2 separate regions of the Mus musculus genome follow, and region 2 is linked to region 1. Evidence: chromatin contacts called from public Hi-C data. All regions are on one chromosome and are shown on one strand. The core of a region is the stretch at or near the end of the contact, and the rest is flanking DNA. Distances in the headings are between cores, read along the strand shown. Region 1 overlaps Tnr (tenascin R). Region 2 overlaps 4930523C07Rik (RIKEN cDNA 4930523C07 gene).

Evidence for each region. Hi-C and Micro-C count contacts between places; a contact is called where the count stands out from the background.
Region 2: a Hi-C map of the N1E-115 cell line shows a contact between it and region 1, with 2.8 times the contacts expected there. The contact joins two enhancer-like sites. A contact is called at or near these places in 12 of 39 promoter capture datasets (the HPC-7 cell line, cranial neural crest, embryonic stem cells and 6 more), 2 of 15 datasets of contacts at CTCF or cohesin (the NIH/3T3 cell line and large pre-B cells), 4 of 484 Hi-C or Micro-C datasets (the N1E-115 cell line and uterus), 2 of 115 datasets of contacts at active chromatin or transcription factors (acute myeloid leukemia and embryonic stem cells) and 3 of 9 other capture datasets (adipose tissue, embryonic stem cells and pancreatic islet).

The regions. Positions count from the first base shown.
Region 1 is chr1:159,830,975-159,836,735 of GRCm38.p6, reverse strand. The region is part of intron 2 of Tnr (tenascin R); the gene reads right to left. Among named protein-coding and RNA genes, the nearest start is that of Gm31348, 50 kb to the right of the region's middle. Within about 2 kb of position 3,370, at least 23 of the 459 cell types and tissues checked have an H3K27ac peak or open chromatin away from gene starts, as enhancers often do. A contact at or near this core is called in the N1E-115 cell line and the NIH/3T3 cell line, where this site is marked.
Region 2 is chr1:160,058,401-160,063,673 of GRCm38.p6, reverse strand. All of the region lies in intron 1 of 4930523C07Rik (RIKEN cDNA 4930523C07 gene), which reads right to left. Among named protein-coding and RNA genes, the nearest start is that of 4930523C07Rik, 17 kb to the right of the region's middle. Within about 2 kb of position 2,168, at least 89 of the 459 cell types and tissues checked have an H3K27ac peak or open chromatin away from gene starts, as enhancers often do. A contact at or near this core is called in the N1E-115 cell line and the NIH/3T3 cell line, where this site is marked.

The DNA of each region.
Region 1 (5,761 bases), core at 2,121-4,620:
AGAGTTTCCTATCCGGCCAAGAAGGAGGGAGCCTTGCCCAGCAAGAACTCAGTGAAGAGGGCAGGGAGGTCACTGTTCCTTCTTCAGGGAGGCCTCCAAGATCAGGCTGTACCCTAAGATGAATGGCACGGTGCTTCTTCTCGACAGGACGGTTCCCTGATTTCTGACTCAGCCCCCTTTTCCCTTTGGGAAATTACAGATGGTAACAGCTCAGCTCTGTCAGCCACAGACCTGTACGGAGTGCCCTCAGTAACTGGCCATGGATAGCCAGAGCTTGTCTCTGCCTTTCCATGCAGGCACTTGGCCTCCTGAGAATGGTTTTTAAACCTAGATGTTTGTTCCTCGCTCTGCTCTGCTAAAAACTCATTTTTTCCATGGTTCCTCCCTTATTCTGTTAGTCAAATGCCAAAGTAATAGCAGACACGGTGGTACTGGCAATAAATTAATGCCTTCTGAAAACCTGTTTGGAAAGAGGTAGACCTTAAACCATAAATAACAATGACATTTTCATTTTAACAACAGCCTTCAACTAACCTAACAGTGGACATGGTTCCGTGTGGCTTCCTGTCGTAGCAGAGAGTAAGATTCATGGGCAGTAAAAGGTCCCAACATTTTCTCTCACATTGATCTTTCTACTTTCACCCCTTGGAAAACCATTCAGATGAGTCAGAGGAGAACACCTGGCATTAGTGGAGCTCCTCACGAATTTTCAAGATGTTTTCATACACGTCAACTTGGTTGGTTCTTCTACCGATATGGCGGAAGTGCCCTGCTCTTCCTCACAGATGAGAAAGGCAGGACTATTCCTATGAATAAGTCACGAAACTACCGCTGAAGACACCTAGCTTTCTGAGGGCAATCTCTGCTATTTCTAATAAATTCACTCTCTGAAAAGAAGTGTAGTCCCTGTCTTTTATGAAGTCATTTACTTCACAGGGAGACTAGGAAAATATCGTGACATTAAAAAAACAAAAACCGAAACAAAACAAGAAAAAAAAACCCACAATCTTATTTGGTTTTATGTCTCTGCAAGAAAATATCTTCTAAATTAAAAACACACCAAAACAAAACAGAACAACAACTTCAGACTGCACTGTCTCTGATGTCAGGACACTTCGGTGCTTGAATGGACAGCGGGCTCGGATGGGTGGGAAGAAGGCTCATCAATGTGGACTCTAAATCCCAGCCCTGGTGGTGCAGTGGGCATTGAGAGAAGCTTAACCAGCTAGGCCCAAGTACATCTCCCTGAGCAGAGGGCAACCTTGTCACCTCTTAGCTCTCTGTAAGGAATTGACTCAATATTCCTGTTCCAGATTGGAGAACTATGCCCTCAGCGGCTTGCAGATTTCCCTAGCAACAACTCAAAACTTCTTGGGAGTTTGTTAAGGAAAAAGCTATCCTTTTGATCCTTGTTTGCATTGTCAAACAGGACTCCCGCTGGGAAATCATTAGCCTAGCATCCCCCTCTGCTGAGCAAGGAATCTGCTTGATTCTCTAAGTGGAAAGCCCAGGGAAGGTGAGCTATTTCCCCAAATGACTGACAATTTTCTATGCCTTGTTTATCGGGGCTTGTATTTGAAGCAAATTAGGAAATCGGCAGTGATATTTCTTTAGATTATTCTGGAATATTATACCCCCATTTGCCTAGATCTACAAATAATCCAAACTTTTTATTTGCAAGACAAATCTACAGTATTAAGTTAGCAATACATATTTATTGCTTTTCGCTAAAATAATAAAATCACTGGGCTTCTGCCTAGAAGACTGAAGCCCTCAGAGTGGTAGCTGGCTTTGCATTTGATTTAGGAAGGGAAAAATCTTCATCACCTTCCAGGAAAACCTATCAGACAGAATTGCGGGATTCAAAGCCTGTGCATTCTACCTTCCTGCAACACCCATGACGAACCTATGAGAACGAGGGAGGGCTTTGACTGGCACCTGCATAGTCTAGGCACATAGCAAGCTGTCTTAAAGGTCTTTGTATACTTGCTCATTTAATTCCCACAGCAGTTGCATAAACCATTTTATTGTCCCAGCTTAACAGCTGCAAAAAAAAAAAATGTAGGTACAGGGAGGTAAAATGATTTGCCTCTAGGAATCACAAAGCCCTCAGACATAGGTACCAAGATTCCAGCACCTTACTCCAAAATCTTTGAGTTTCAAGTGATGCTCTTGGGGGCTGGGAAGCAGTCTTCTAATAATTTTTTTTTTAAATGTGACAATCATTTCCTTTTCTGAACTCCAGTGGAACTTGTTACTACACTTCTCATAGCAGCTATCTGCAAGAGTTGTTCATTCCCCCTGAAGAAAAACTCCCTAGAGGGCAGGGCAATAAACGAGGTATTTTTTATACCAGCATCTGGCACAGTGCCTTAAGTCTGATATATCATCCCCCTACCCACTCTCTTATACACAGTGCACATGGTATAGTTTCAATCAGACTTACCCACCTATCCTCACCAATATGTCTTTCCCGATTCTCAAGTTTCTTAAATGCTCCTCTCTGCCCCAATACAAAGGGTTGGGGGAGGATGCTCTGGGGTGTGAGTAACCTGAGAGGACCAAGACACACTGTCCTGCTAGCCATCAGCACTCTCTGGGTGAGGCATGCCCTACAGACCTGGAGCCAGGCTTTCTACTGAGAGCTCCAGGATTATAGGTCTTCCACCCTTCCTTTTGTTTTGATTGCTGCTGCCCGCCACACTGTGGCTTATGACTGACCTTGGCAACTGCCAGACTGCCCACATCTCGTAATTGTCTTTACCCATCAGATGTCCATCTTCACTGAAAGGCTTGTTTCTTTGATTACTCAACCCTGTCAGTCTCCCATAGATTTACTTGCTTCTCAGAAATGAAGGAGTGAGCTGTCTTCTTTGCCCTTGGATGTGATGGGGGCTATTGTCTGCTAGATGACTGCAGGTGGGTCCCTCCCAGGGGCCATCTCAGGGAGGTTTTGGAGAGAGATTGTCTGATGGACAGGACACTGTGCTTTGGGGACCCAGTGTCTGTGTCTTCTGTCATTTCCTTACGTGACTTCATGAGCTTGGGCATGAAGTGACAATTTTGAATCTCAGTTTGTTTATCTGTGAAGTGGGGCTGACTTTATGGGGAGTCAAATGCATATGGAAGTATTTTATTACATGAACTATGGTGTGGTGTGCAATTGATTGTAAGGTGAGATCAGCTGTTAACAGATAAAAATGAAAGAACAGGTGTTCTCCATTGATTTGCACACCACAGGTTCATTCTGGGACATCCAGCTGTGGAGTCATTTTTCCTCCTCCTTCCCTCAGCACCAGCATCAGAGAACATGCAAACGGGACAGTGAGTCATCTGTCTGCTAAATTAATCATTGCACTGAGCAGAGCAGAGGATACTTGGGTAACTTTGTGTGACAAATCCCTTGGTGCCACTTGTGGTAGTGCTTCCTGACCCATAAGTGAAAGAACATGGTTTCATGCAGATGATTGACAACCCCCAGGGACAGCCAACTCTCCTTTCTCAGTGGGACCGATTAGAGTATAGGTCAAGGCCACAATTCCTTAGGGATTCCAAAGATTCCTAAATTATTCATTGGTTGTTCTTGGGCTCTATTATCCCTGATATGGGACTTTAAGAAGCCATAGAGCACCAGGAGTTAAAGCTACTCACTCAGGTATAGCAGTTACATGTAAAGCCTTAGAGGGAAGCATCAGGGGTCCACGGCACAGGTTGGCCCTGACCTGGATGAGAGTGCAGTCTTAGGCAGGACTGAGGAGGATAATGTGCTGCGGTTTGAATGTGATCGCCTACAGTTCACACTTTGGAAACTTCGTTCCCACATGGAAGTAGGGCTTTGGCGGGTTTAGTATTAGATGAGGCCATGAGGGTCAGCTTCCCATGAGGGCAGTGGCTGTCTTTTTAAGAAGTGGAAGAGGGATGGAGCTAACATACTTCCTGAGACGCCTGTGTGACAATGCAGCAAGAGGCTCGCAGCAAATGCCAGCAGATACCTGATCTCTGTGATCTTGGACTTCCTAGCCACCATCACTGTTAGCCAAGTAGACTTTTATTCTCATCTTGAATATTCTATAACAACAGAAAATGGCGTGAGACAACAATGTAGCAAATCCGAGGTGATGCCGGGATAAATTAATACTCACAGAGTTTGATGAGACCTAATCAGAACTCAAAGAAGAGGTAGGGCCCCAAGGCAAGCAGTGCAGGAATGCTACAAGTCAAGGGGTTCAAGGTATGGGCATGCCAGTAAACACTGTAGGCCTTGGGAGTCAGAATCATGGCACCAATGACATAATGTTGAGTCAGTGTGATTATGTTGTCAAAGGGAAAACCTGATTAGAAAAACAATAAGTATTCATTGTAGAATAACAACACAATAAGGACGGTTGTAGTTTTAGTTTCCTAGTCCAGTCAAAGTCAGGGAGTATATTTCTTTGTATCTTTGTGTGTGTGTGTGTGTGTGTGTGTGTGTGTGTGTGTGTTTATCTCCATAACTGAAATTGTGCCCTCTTACCAATTGATAGTTTAAACTAGCAAATTCTTTGGGGTTCCTGTCATTAGGGAAGCATTGTCTAGTGATGCTGGGCTTAGGCAGGATTGGAAGGCAGGCTTAAGTCTGACCTTGGTTTACATCAGTAGCCATGCTGAGCTGAGCACCCAGAAAAATCAGACAGAAGTTAGGGCTGATCAGATAGCAGTGGAGAGCGGCATAGCTCTCTGCAAGAGAATGATTTTGCCATTTTCCCTGTTTGGCAGCACACACACACACACACACACACACACACACACTCACACACTCACACACAAACACACACTTGTGAAAGTTGTAAAGTTTTGATATGTATTGGTAGAGTAACGAGCTTTTCTACATTTCTCCTTATTGAGATAAATATATATGGAATTATGTCAAACCCATAGCTGTGCTATATAGCACAATATGTAGGTCCAATCAAAATAATGTATCAGGTATGTTAGAGAAAGCCCCATAGAAGATAAAGCATGTTCTCTTTGGACTGTCCTTTCCGACCAATCTGAGTAGTAGTGTCCTTGGGCAGGTGGACCGGAGGGTCTGCAGAAGCAGCAGTGGAAACAACTGCAGGCAGAGGCCAGTGGAAATGAAGGGAGAAAGTCCCTGGGTTACCATTCTCCACATTGGACCTTTGGTTTCACAGAGAAGAATGATTTGAAAGGAGTTAGAAAGAGTGGAGTATGTCTAAGTGAGGCAGGAACTGCTCATTAGGATGGAAGGTGTGCTCAGAAAGATCTTCGGGTAGTTAGAGACCAAGCAACAAATGCCCTTTCCAAGACCCCAGAGGGTAAGTCAAACCCAAGAGCTCTGGAAGTAATGTATCCATCTTCTAGCTTCCCTGTGTCCAGGACAGGATGGATTCTGATCTCCTAGAGACATTCTGAGAACATTATCACCCTACATGTTATAAGCATACCCCAGGGCTCAGGCTTGTTTAAGCATTTTCTAAGACCTGATTTTAGAATACTTAGCACTTGGGCTGACAATATTCCCCCCAAGAGTGATCAACTATCTAAAAAAACCAGTTATAAGATTCTCCTTTTGAGTTCAGGGGTGTCTAAGAGACTCCCCAATAATATAGACTATTTCTGTTGCCCTTGATTCAACCTCCCAGAGTTTGAAGGCAAGCCTCTATTCCTGAAGACACCATTTACTTTGGACAGCTATGGACCAGAGTAATCCAGAATGCTGCAATAACCCTATAGGTGCAATAGTGGTACTCATATCTTCGTG
Region 2 (5,273 bases), core at 919-3,418, 230 kb before region 1:
CCTCCCTTGGCCCTCCTGACCTCCAGGGTCACTTTTCCTGGGGGATTTGTTTTGTACATCAGTACCAGCCTTTCTCTTCTTTGTTTCAGCCAGAATACCTACTTGTTTTCATTTGACCCAGCTTCTGACTTAGATACTTCAGAAGGCCAAAGCCTTCAAAGAGAGCACTGGCAAATGTCTTAGGACCTCAGGAGAATAGGTGATCTGTAGAATCAGATGCCACCATTTGTTGAGTTCTTACTAAGTGTACAGCTCTCTCCTCCCTATCTTTCTGTGTATGTGTTATCAAGCCTTTATATTAAGGTTTAATTCAATAACTCAAGTTAATCATTTTTATTTCCATCAAGGGAACTGAGGCCATCAGAGATTAAGAAATAGGTCCAAAGCCTTGGAGCTACCAAAGGGCAAAATGAGTTTCAATCTAATCCCAGCAGAAGGCAAAGGTTCGTCTGTAGCTCCTCTGTTCTGTGATCACCATTCTCAGGAGACCAAGGACTTCAGTTTCTGGGCCTGTTTTGTTCGGATGATGGGTTCCCACCCAATAATTCCCTGGAATATGTGAGAACTCCTGCATGTGCCACATCCTGTGGAAAACTCCTGATGATATGTATGTTGTGATTTTTATTTTATTTTTATTTATTTCTTTTTGGTTTTTCGACTCAGGGTTTCTCTGTGTAGTCCTGGCTGTCCTGGAACTCACTCTGTAGACCAGGCTGTCCTCGAACTCAGAAATCTGCCTGCCTTTGCCTCCCAAGTGCTGGGATTAAAGGCGTGCGCCACCACTGCCTGGCTATGTTGTGATTTTTAAAGAGTTCACACTTTCTTTTTTTTTTCTTTTTTTTCAGATTGTCACTAACTTTTATTTCCAAAGTTATTTAGAAAATGAATAATTACAACATAAGCAATATTTCGTACATGCACATGCAACTATTTTGTAAGAGTGAGATATGTATCCTTTTATATCTAAGTATGAATTGAAAATATCTAGGCAGTCAGTTTCTTCTGTACCATAGACTGGGTTGTAACCTGTGATTCTTATGCCTCAGCCTCTTGGTTATAGGAATTACTGCATATATACGGCCACTAACCATACAGAATTTTCATATAAAATGTTTGACTGTGCAACTGGCTGTAAAGAAGATACAGAACACCCATTAGATTATTCGAGAAGTCTTCAAAACTTAAAAACACAGAGTAAGCGAGGAACAATGCAGTAGCAAATAGAATTTGGGATATTGATGGTTGCAGAGCAAGGATTTGCTTCCCACTTTCTAGTTCCTAGCAATGAAGTTTGCAGTCAGGGAAAGGAGGAAGAATTCTATTTTTTCACACAATTGCTTAGGGACCCATGTTAGTAGAAGACTCATGATACCACAATGTACTCTCTGGGTCAGGGTAGGGGTTGGATATTTTTAATCATGTATTTGTGCGTTTGCCTACTCTTCTATGTGCTGTGCACTTGCAGTGCCCACAGAGGCCAGAAGAGGGCATCGGATCCCCTAGAATAGGAGTCACAGGTGGCTGTGAGCCTCCTGAGGTAGGTGCTAAGAACTGAATTTAGGTTCTGTCTCCTCAAGATAAGGGGGCACTCTTTAGCTCTGCACCATCTCTTTAGCCCTAAACTATACATCAGTAGGGGGGACCTGGATTTGAGCCAGGGCCTTTCTAATGTTCTATACCTCCTGAGGGCTTGGATTTTAACAAGACCACACATGGCAGGAGGGAAGTTCAATCCAACACCACATATGTCAGAAGACAACAGTTCTCCAAGGCATGAGACTCCATGATAGGCATAATGTCCACTTGCATTTCAAGAGTTGTACCCAGCACACTTACGTCTTAATATGAAGATGACTAATCACATTTCCTTTTCTCTTATATAAAATCCTCAATTTTTAGCTAAGTTTAATATTGAGCTGTACTAATTTCTCATGAAGGCACAGTCTGTGGAGCTTTAAAAAGGCCAGAGTTCTCTCTGATACCCGTTTCATCTATTCCTGTTCACTACCTGGTCCCTGGAGGCATTTAGAGCCTGCAACCTGAATTCTAAAATTCCTGGAGTAGGAATGACACTGCATGTTCTCTTTGCTATCATCTCTGTACAGAGAACCACACAGCAGCGGGGAAATACAGATGAGGACAAAAGGCCAGCCAGTCTTACAGCAGGCACCTCCTCATTGGCTGTGCTTGGTCTCTGGTTGATCAGTCGAATGATAAAGCTGAGGGAGGTTTACAGAAGACTTAGCACATATGGAGATATCCCCAGGCTCTGTGCAGAATGCTGGTAGCGCGGCAAAGTAGAGAGAATGCTAAGCTAGGAGCCAGAGGAACCAGGTCTACTTCCAGTTCAGTTGTCCTCATGTCTTTGACCCTGGACAACATCAGCTAAGCTTTCTGGAGCCCCGAAGGGCAAAGTGAGGTTTCAATCTAATCCCAGCCTCTCCCTTGTCTGAGAAATGAGATTATTACCTGCCCTGGATATTCCTCAAAACTCTTGTGAAGAACAAAAAAGACATGAAAGAGAACACCAAGGGAGGGGGAGGGACCCATAATCTAAATGTCACAAAATGGAATTTTAAGGAACTGCATTTAAAAGATGGAATTAAATGTAGAATTAGAACCCTAAGTAGGGTAGGGATTCCCCCCCCCCCGCACCCCCTCCCAGGTCTCTATGAATCCCAGTCATCAGGAGCTGTGCTTCCAAGGTCGAGGGTCCATGAGTGCACACGGGTACCACTCATACTTTTCTGTACATCCAATCTGATCACATCCTTGTTTGAGTCCTCCAAAAATCTGTAGTCATGGTTACAGCGAAAGACCTCAGTCACTCAGCTCTCATTTTTATGATTCACAAGTGTTTTGGTGAAAGTTTGGAGCCAGTTTTTGTGGGTGTGGTAAAGTAGCTAGGTGAGGTTTTATTTTTGGAAGGCTCAAGCCTCTGAGGTCATCTGTGAGTTAGGAGTGGCTAGGGGCGGGATGGTGCTGTTTTCTGTTCCATAAATAAAGGGAGAGAGCTCAGCTCCTGGGCGACTCCAGCCACTGCTGCTTAAGTCTTCCAACGTCATATCCTTTAGGAGGAAAGAGTGCTTTTTGAAAAAGCAAGTGGATGACCAAATATGTACGCGATTCAAGGACTCCTGCACAGGTGGCAATTAGAAGATAGACCTTACATTAAAAAGTTACATAATTCTTCTTAATTCCAGAGTATTTAGAGTTCTGCAAACGGCTGCACTTACAGAATGACAGAATGATTTCTTTATCTCTGTGGTGATGGGGGAAGGGCTTACAGGCTGGAAACTAATGGTGTGGCAAAAATGTACAATTATGTGACTTGAAAGCAGTACAGATAGGGTTCTATTTTCCTTCCCATTTCCTCCCTTCATTTAATGTTAACGGAAGTTCAAGGCAATTAAAAGTCAAATGCTACCTTATTACAGTGTCAAGGCTTAAAATGTCCAAATCTGGGGGAATGAGCAGAGAGATTGCCATTTCAATAACAACTCATCCCTGTGGAATGTGTAGCATAGGATGATGTTTCTGAGTCACCAGGCTTTGGGTCATAGCCTGGGGCTGTGTCCTCACCTGTCCTCTGCATGGGTGTAAATTTTTGTTTCTAACAGCACATGGAGACCTCTTCCTTTTGATCATCTTAGTAATAGTTGATAAATGCAAATGAACATATATTATTGACCTAAGATATTGAATACCACCAAGTGTCAGATGAAAAGCATCTTTTGAAAAAAAAAAAAGCATCTTTTGCCCTACCTTTCTGGGATCCTTTCTTCCAAAGATGTAACATTTCTTTAGTCTCAAATGTAGCTGACTCCTTGTTAACTCTACCAGTTTAACCCCTTCCCTGATCTACTCTGTATACCAAACGTATGCCTCCTCATGTCCGAAATGCCTTTTCCAAAGGCGAAGACAGTTACAGGAGTCCTCCTTCACCTAAGGCCCCACTTTTCTCAGCTCTAATACCCTGCCATCAAAAAACATTAGTGAGAAAATTCCAGAAATACACAATTTACAATTTAAACTGTATGCCATTCTGAGGATTATCATGACAGCTTGCACTGGCCAGGTTGTACTACTCAGGATATGAACACTGTATATGCTACCCATATGTTACTCCCTTGGTAGCTTCCTGGGTTACAAGATTGACTGCCTAGGTATGGTGATAGTATGTTCAAATAACATTCACTTAGTAATAGACTTATATAATGAAGTCCTTGATGCTTGCCATCTTACTATAGTATATATTAAACTATTTTGGTATATTATGATTACTTTACTTTATTATTTTTACTGTCCATGTTTTACCACAAGAAATTTATAAACTAGAATTGACTGCAGGTATAGATAGACAGAAGATAGATTAAAAACAGGCTCACACACTCCTCCTTACCTTCATCTCCTCACCTACCACTTGTTCCAGATGTTTTAGATGGTGCAGGAGGCTAGGGACCTCAGATCTTACTATCCCTGGACGTTCTGTGGTGTGGCCACAAGGGTGACCTTTCTGGAGGCTGTGTATCAGCCTTTAGATTTTTATCTTTCTTTGGCACTCAGAAGCATAGCTCGTTAGATCAGCTGTCATGCCATTGGGTCTTGAAGGAATGGGAGGAACACAGGAACATCTGACAGAGGAGACCAGCAGGAACTGTGGGTCTGTTCCTCCTGTGAGAAGGCAGGAGTGGCTCCTGGGGATGAGGCTTGGTTTAGAGCAGCAAGGGAGGGAAATATTTTGTAGTGCTGACCCAGGTGAGCAGTAATCTCCACGTGGGAGGTCTGTGGGGTCCAGGTCTTCAGCTTAGGTTTTGATTTTTCCCTGGTTTCATTAACTTATATTCTTGTGAAGTTTTATGAGTCAAAAATCAAAATCCACCTAATGGACAGTTTAGGAGCCACAAACTCACAGACTGATGCATGAAGAGGCGGTGTGACTTACTAAGTATGTGTTGTGAGACAATCACTAGTTGCTCTGGGCCTTGGTTTCTTTATCTCCAGCAAGGGGATAATCTAGAAGAATACACTCGGAAGTCAGAGTAGGCACTGTTTCTTTAGAAGATGACTGGTGACATGGGCTGATTTTCATCTTAATCCTTTGGAGCAGGTCTAACAATACTAGATGATATTTGTGTACTAAAGACAGACACACTATCAGCTGGATGTGAAGACCTTTTCACAAGGTCCTTCAGGTGAAGCAGGTAATTCATATGAAATACACCTCAACTTCTAAATATCGAGTCATCTGGTAGATGACGGCACATGACAAA